2 separate regions of the Pan troglodytes genome follow, and region 1 is linked to region 2. A link is a contact called in public Hi-C data. All regions are on one chromosome and are shown on one strand. Each heading gives the region's core, a stretch centred on a gene start, on an enhancer-like site or on the middle of the called end of the contact. The rest is flanking DNA. Distances are from core to core; before and after follow the strand shown. Region 1 overlaps ABL1 (ABL proto-oncogene 1, non-receptor tyrosine kinase). Region 2 overlaps ABL1 (ABL proto-oncogene 1, non-receptor tyrosine kinase).

Region 1 (3,484 bases), core at 298-2,797, 93 kb after region 2:
TTTACTTCAGAGAGCTTGCCTGTGGCTGCTCTGAGGAATCAAATGTGTTCCCTTTTCATAAAACCTGCAGCTCCTCCAGAACTAAAACTCGGTATTCAAATATGAGGTCAGGCCGGGCGCAGTGGCTCCTGCCTGTAATCCCAGCACTTTGGAGGGCCCAGGCGGGTGGATCACCTGAGGTCAGGAGTTCGAGACCAGCCTGGCTAACATGATGAAACCCCATCTCTACTAAAAATACAAAAATTAGCCAGACGTGGTGGCAGGCACCTGTAATTCCAGCTACTCAGGAGGCTGAGGCACAAGAATCGCTTGAACCCAGGAGGCGGAGGTTATAGTGAGCAGAGATTGTGTCACTGCACTCCAGCCTGGACAACAGAGTGAGACTCCGTCTCAGAAAACAAGAAGTCAGACTCTCCAATGTAACATGGCATTCTGAGGCCATGTGAGTCTTTAGAAGAATGGGATCGCTAAGGGACTCCTGGAATTCCAAACAGATCTATCAATAATTGAATGAGGTAGTTTCAGATGGCATGAGCTGCAAAGAAATGAAAAGGGGAAGAGGACAAAGAGCTGATGCTGGTGTGGGTACTGTGGCCTGGGCCATCAGGGAAGGTCTTTCCGAAAAGATGCCACGTGAGCTGGGGCCTGCATGGGTCTGAAAGAGCCAGGCACCAGAAGCTGAGTGAAGGGCAGGGCCCAGGGAACCCTAAGAGGAAAAAGAACTGGCAGTAAACAAAGGGAGTGACAGGAGGGAAATTCGAGAGGGAAACCAGGCCCAGACCACGCAGGCTGTGGTGAGAAGCTGAACATTACTCTAACTGAGATGGGTACCCATCGAGGGACAGGAAACTGGGTAGTGAAAAGATCTGATGTAAGTTTCTAAGGGAGGGTCTCTCTGCTAGCAGAAGGAGGACAGACCCAGATGGCAACAGGAGGCTGGGAAGTCTTTGAGATCAGAGCCGGGGCAAGGCAGGGTGGGGCCGGGGTGGTAGCCCTGACAGCAGAGCAGTGGGTGGTGTGAGATTTATTCTAGGCACTTGTTACTGTATCGGACAAGAAAGAGAGGGCAGAGGAGGAGGCAAGGATGAAAGCTAGAGGGTGGCAAGGCCCTGGGGGGAGATGATGCTGGGGTCACAGGCTGTGGCCTTGTCCCCAAGTCCTAAGGCATCAAAAACAGACAAGGCCAGGTTTGGTGGGAACTCACCAACTCAAAAGAAAAGGCCCCTGCAAGTGCCTACACTTCCTCATCTTCCTAACCACGGGGCACACTCATTTGTATCCCAATGAGACACATCCAGTACCTGCACCCTCCAGCTCCCTGTCAGAAGCCACCAGTGGTGGGGCCGCCCTTCACTGCATGTTTACCACTCTTTCCTCAGGGCCCTACGCAGAAGTCTGTCTGCGGTCATGGATCTCTTCCTGGGCCTACAGTAAGGCATCTGTCCTGACAGTAAGGCATCTGTCCTGCCCAGCAAGACCCGCCTTCCAGGCACCAGTCATCCGCATGCCCCTGAGCAGGCTGGCGGGGGCACTGGGGGCCGAGGCTGCTTGGTATGTGTCTGTGAGTGCCATGGCCGCATTCTTGAGAGCGCACCAACGCATGCCACAGCCCGGGGCCCTCACAGTCACAAGCTCCTGAGCAGCAGTTTCTCTGCAAGCCTGGGAAACAGGTCGTGGGCGATGACCTGCACCCACTTCATCTCCATCTGCCAAATACAGTCTGATGAATTCACCCAATTCTTCCCTTTATCTTTTCGTTCCTCAGGGAAGCACTCAAATATGAGACCAACACCCTGTCCTTGTGACAGTTTCTTTACCAAATTCTGCTGACAAACTGTTTTTCCACCAAGCCACCACAGACAAGTGATTAGTTTGGTCATTGCCAGGATTAAGAAAACCTGCCTATTATGCCCCATTAGATTCACAGTAACTTTCCAAAATTTCAATATGTGTTCAAGCATTAAATCTGTGGCATAAAGAAGAAAGCAGTAAAGGGAACTGGGGGGCCTAAAGAACAGAAGAGAAACACAAAGGCTGTCAGGTCTACTTGTGCCTCTACGTTACCAAATGACTTTCATTTCCTTCCTTATAAGAGAAATGAATACTGATCCGTCACTGTTAACACTCAGGTACACTGACGTACCCAGTAGACCTTCCAGAAGGGCAACTGGCAATATGTATCAAAAACCTTTAAAAGTTTCTATTCTTTTGATGTAGAAATTCCACTTCTAGGAATTTATCGTAAGGCCATAAGAATGTACAAAAATGGATCATGAAGGTTCTGGGAGAAAAACTACAAACAATAGAAGCATTTGAGGCTTAGGGAAATGAATCATGGCCTATCCAACACCACATGGATTTCCATGTAGACAGGATTTCCATCCTGCTAGCTACACGTTTTGAAGTGGGGAGCAGCACCCAGGTGGCCCCCGGGTTGCTGGCTGTAGCACTGTCATAACCAAACCAAAGCCTCCCCTTGTACCTCTGAAAAAACCCCTTGAGAAGCTGATGAAGGATATGGACCTCCTCGCCCAAAAATAGCAAACCCAAAAACCAATAACCAAACATGAGACTGCACAAATGTTTGCATGTAACTTCAGGAAGCCTTAAAAGTCCAGAGGAAAGCAAATCATTCATATTTAACAACAAAAAAATCATCTTGACAAAATGATGAATTCTGAAAATGATCAACTCTGGCCAAAAAGAAAAGGGTGGAGGAACTTGTCTTTGGTTAATCAGCACACTACAAATTCTACTTGTATCCCTTGTATCCTCTTTTTTTTTTTTTTTTGAGACAGTCTTGCTCTGTCACCCAGACTGGAGTACAGTGGCACAATCTTGGCTCACTGCAACCTCCACCTCCCAGGTTCAAGTGATTCTCCCACCTCAGCCTCCCAATTAGCTGGGACTACAGGCATGCGCCACCACGCCCAGCTAATTTTTGTATTTTTAGTAGAGACAGGGTTTCACCATGTTAGCCAGGCTGATCTCGAACTCCTGACCTCGTGATCCACCCGCCCTGGCCTCCCAAAGTGCTGGGATTACAGGCATGAGCCACTGTGCCTGGCCTTTTACTTGCCTCTTCTTAAGTGACATTATTCATCCAAGCCCAAGGTGTCAGGGACCCAAAACACAACATATCTGACCTTACGCATAACAAGCAAAAGAAAACACAGTGCCACCACGAAAAAGAAATCTGCACAGGTGTCCAGGTTTATCGAATGCATACATCAGAAGGAGAATCTGATGCTGCTAAATAAGCTAAACATATTGTTACAAGAAGAAGCACAAAGCACAGTCCCCCTAATGGAAGGGGGAACTTTGAACATGGGAAAGAGTCAGCAATACAGTTCAGTCCCAACCAACAGGACCAGAGCTAGTTCCCTCCAGCAATAATGAAATAAAACTTGAAAAGCTCTGGACAGATGCCTCCTACACACAAACCTCACTTCACAGAAGAAACGCACTCCAGAAAACTCGGCTC
Region 2 (3,723 bases), core at 903-3,402:
AGCAGGCAGGAGGTAGACTTCCGGGCAGATGCATCACCTAATGCCAGCAGACGCCTTGCCCCACGTACCCTGGGCACCCCCGGCAGTCCCAGCCTACCTTCAAGGTCTTCACGGCCACCGTCAGGCTGTATTTCTTCCACACACCCTCGTACACCTCCCCGTACTGGCCCCCACCCAGCTTGTGCTTCATGGTGATGTCCGTGCGTTCCATCTCCCACTTGTCGTAGTTGGGGGACACACCGTAGACAGTGGGCTTGTTGCGCTTTGGGGCTGGATAATGGAGCGTGGTGATGAGCCCGTCGGCCACCGTTGAATGATGATGAACCAACTCGGCCAGGGTGTTGAAGCGGCTCTCGGAGGAGACGTAGAGCTGAAGGAAACAGGGAACAGCCTTCAGCCCACAGAGACAGGCAAGCTCAAAGAGCTCACGTGAGCCAGTTTGGCTGAGCCTTAATTCACTGCACAGCAAAATCTCACATAAGCAGCTCTCCACACAGGACAGAGTGTTTAGAAGGCCACTTCTGCTGTCTTTCTCTACGTGTGCTCTAAGTTACTCGCTCAAGCAGAAAGACACAATAAAAGGCCTCAGGGCCTCTGTACCTGCTGCTGCTCCCTCTGCCTGAAATCTCCCACTCCCTCATCTTCCGTGCCCAGTTCTCGCTTCCCGTTCCAAGGCCAGTTTTAAGGTCCGTGAAGTCTTCCCCAACCACCCAATCTAAAGTCATCACACGGCACGGGTCATCCTACCACCTGTCTTACTTCTCAGCAATGGACCCACTACTAGCTCATAATTTCCTGTTTATCTGCTTAATTACTGTCTGTCTCCACCTAAGAGCATGCAAGCTTCATGAAAGCAGAACCCTAAGCTGTTTTCATTCCAATGTTGAGAACAGGAAATCAACATGTAATAAGTACTCAATAAATAACTGTTGATTAAATTAACACATGGTAGAACTTGGTGGGTAGTTGCTGGTAGGAAAAGTGAAGAATTCATTTAATTTATAATTTAAAAGGGATAAACCTAGAATGAAATAGTGATCAGAAGATGAAAACCACTAAACACATCCAACACAAGGAAGCAAAAGGAAGGATTTACGACACAAGAGCATTCGGTCCCCGTGTGAGAGCTACAGCAGGTGAGGACCTAGGGTCAAACCCTGCATGTAGAGTTTGCATCTGGACACAACAGAGCTGGAGAGGAAGGAGAAGGAGCAGGCTGGCAGAAAGCAACAATGCAGCGGGTGCCAGCTACCTGTTTTCTTCTCTTTTCATTGGTGTGGCAAGGGAATACTTCCTTACCAAAAACAATTCCACATGAAAAATCCACATAAAACATCTGGACTCCAGGCACAAAACTGAATCTACTGGCTTGCTCAGGGCAGCCAACCATCACTGAAGGTGGAAAGAAGACTTAAAATCATGACTAGGCATTCAGAAGACTTGCCCAAACTGCAAAGATGTGGGAAGAAGGAGCAGATTTGGGACAGTGGTGATGCTTGGGACGAGAGGGAGAAAAGGGAACAGGATCAGGCTTCAGCTATAACTGTAATATCTTATTACTTAAAAAAAAAGAAAAGGGAAGAAAAAGCCTGAAATACACACAGCAAGGCCAAGGCCTTTGGCTGTGGGTTATGTCAGGCACCATTACTATACGTCTGTAATAGTAAATAAGAAAAATGTTTTTAAAAGAAGGTAGCAAAGAAATATACAAGTTAGTCCCATTGACAACTCTCAAGAAGGTAAAAAGGATTCGTCAACAGGAAGGTTTCTCTTTCTTTTGTTTTGCTTGGGGAGATAACACAAGTGAATTCCTAAAACAGGCAAGCCAAAGGCACACATTTTGGGGTTACAATCTTTTGGTAACAATATCACTAAAATAAAATTCTCAGAAACGCAAAACTTATCTAGAAAGATTGCTTCACTCTGGGGAACTTGCTCAAGGTGTAAGGACTGTGGCCTGGGGACACTGGCTTATCCCTCTGCAAGACAGGACCGCTGAATGGCAAGACTTATCAGGATGTGGCGGCCCTGCTTTTATTCTTGAGAGCACGGAAGAGAAGCCTCTGAGTGAACTGCTCTAGGGACACACACCATGAGTCACGCTCAGACCCACGAACGTGCACACAGGAATGTGTCGGGGAGCGGAAGTCGGCACCGCTGAGGGCTGCCGTTAGCTTCATAACCACACGGTGACGTCCACGCACTCTCTTCAGTGCTGGTCACCAACACAAGTGCTGCACACAAAGAAAACGGAGCGGGACCTGGGGTCAGCTCCCAATCCCCGACCCTCTGGAAAAGTCTGTCAGCTGTCCGATTACTTCACTGCCGGTGGCAAGTGCTCCAACCCCTGTTCTCAGGTTAGCTCAGCTGATGATGTGCTCCCTACCAAGGACTCTAGAGAAGCGAGAAAAGCCATTCCAAGAAGACATTCCTGCAATCAGAGCACCACTCCCATCTTGGAAATCACTGGCACAGTACAGAGTCAAAGAGCCCGTGTGGCCTGCTGGGCTCCAGGGCAGGGCACCTGGGAGCAAGTCTCATTATCCCTCTCTCCCATCGGAGCAGGAAGCACACGGGCCTCAAAGGAGCGTTCCCCAACTGGCGGATCGGGTTCCTTCACTCCAATGTGGAATGCTAAGGGCTCCCCTAAGTCCTAGTTTATGCAGAATTTCTTCTTGGGCTCATTTGATTCCCCCATTGGCTACTGTGTTAGAGACTTCAGTTACAGGAGGTTTCACTGAATGGCCCAACTTTATCCTTTTCAATTAATTAAATTTATAGACCTTGTTGTGACTTAGTTCATTTTTCAACATAAAACTTACATACTGACACTTACTAAATACTAAAACCATTCTCCCCCAAAGGCACTGCATATTCGGTTCACAGCCATCTTCCCCGTGTCCCACTAACAGTCAAGGCTGGTGCTTCCTTCTGATTAGTTCCAGGTTTTGAGCAGCATTTGTTGGGGAACTGTGTAATCATCAGGAATTCATGGCATGTTCAGGGAAGAAAGTAGTGTCATGAATGGCATGTCATTATGCTATGCACCTGGTTCCATGAACACTCAGGTGCTCAGTCAGGGCTGCTGCCTCTCCCTAATCATGCATGAACCTGAAGGATGCGACTTGTCAAAGAAACGCTTAGAAACAGCATTTTGCCAGGAGCAGTGGCTCACGCCTGTAATCCCAGCACTTTGGGAGGCCAGGGAGGGCAGATCACGAGGTCAGGCGTTCGAAACCAGCCTGGCCAACATGGTGAAACCCCATCTCTACTAAAAATACAAAAATTAGCCGGGCATGCTGGTGGGCACCTGTAGTCTCAGCTACTTGAGAGGCTGATGCAGGAGAATCGCTCGAACCCGGGAGGCGCAGGTTGCAATGAGCCGAGATTGTGCCACTGTACTCCAGCCTGGGTGACAGCCTGTCTCAAAAAAAAAAAAAAAAAAAAAGAAAGAAAAGAAACAGTGTTTCTTTTGACAGCCACACTGACAGGCCTAACGGAGCTTAGACTTGTGCAACCTTTGGCTGCTTTGGGCCCGGGAGTCCCACCTCAGACATACTGTTTACAGGTTGCTCAGCCAGGAAGCAAGTTCCCCCGAGAGCTGCTCACACACCAGCAGGAAGGCAAGCCTCGCAGTACACAAGAACGGTCCAAAGCCCCTCCACCAGAGCAGGTTAGCCATGTGCTCGGCTTTTCACCAGGAGGCCTACGCCTGCTGAGCCA

Evidence for each region. Hi-C and Micro-C count contacts between places; a contact is called where the count stands out from the background.
Region 1: a contact with region 2 is called in a Hi-C map of stem cell-derived neural progenitor cells, with 4 times the contacts expected there. The contact joins two enhancer-like sites. A contact is called at or near these places in 5 of 7 Hi-C or Micro-C datasets (blood, induced pluripotent stem cells, a lymphoblastoid cell line and 1 more) and 1 of 1 other capture datasets (stem cell-derived neural stem cells).

The regions. Positions count from the first base shown.
Region 1 is chr11:7,687,619-7,691,102 of NHGRI_mPanTro3-v2.0_pri, forward strand. All of the region lies in intron 1 of ABL1 (ABL proto-oncogene 1, non-receptor tyrosine kinase), which reads right to left. Among named protein-coding and RNA genes, the nearest start is that of ABL1, 51 kb to the right of the region's middle. Within about 2 kb of position 1,548, at least 7 of the 24 cell types and tissues checked have an H3K27ac peak or open chromatin away from gene starts, as enhancers often do. A contact at or near this core is called in stem cell-derived neural progenitor cells and stem cell-derived neural stem cells, where this site is marked.
Region 2 is chr11:7,594,364-7,598,086 of NHGRI_mPanTro3-v2.0_pri, forward strand. It overlaps ABL1 (ABL proto-oncogene 1, non-receptor tyrosine kinase), which reads right to left. Exons shown (of 11, transcript XM_016961878.4): 4 at 98-370. Among named protein-coding and RNA genes, the nearest start is that of QRFP, 33 kb to the left of the region's middle. Within about 2 kb of position 2,153, at least 9 of the 24 cell types and tissues checked have an H3K27ac peak or open chromatin away from gene starts, as enhancers often do. A contact at or near this core is called in stem cell-derived neural progenitor cells and stem cell-derived neural stem cells, where this site is marked.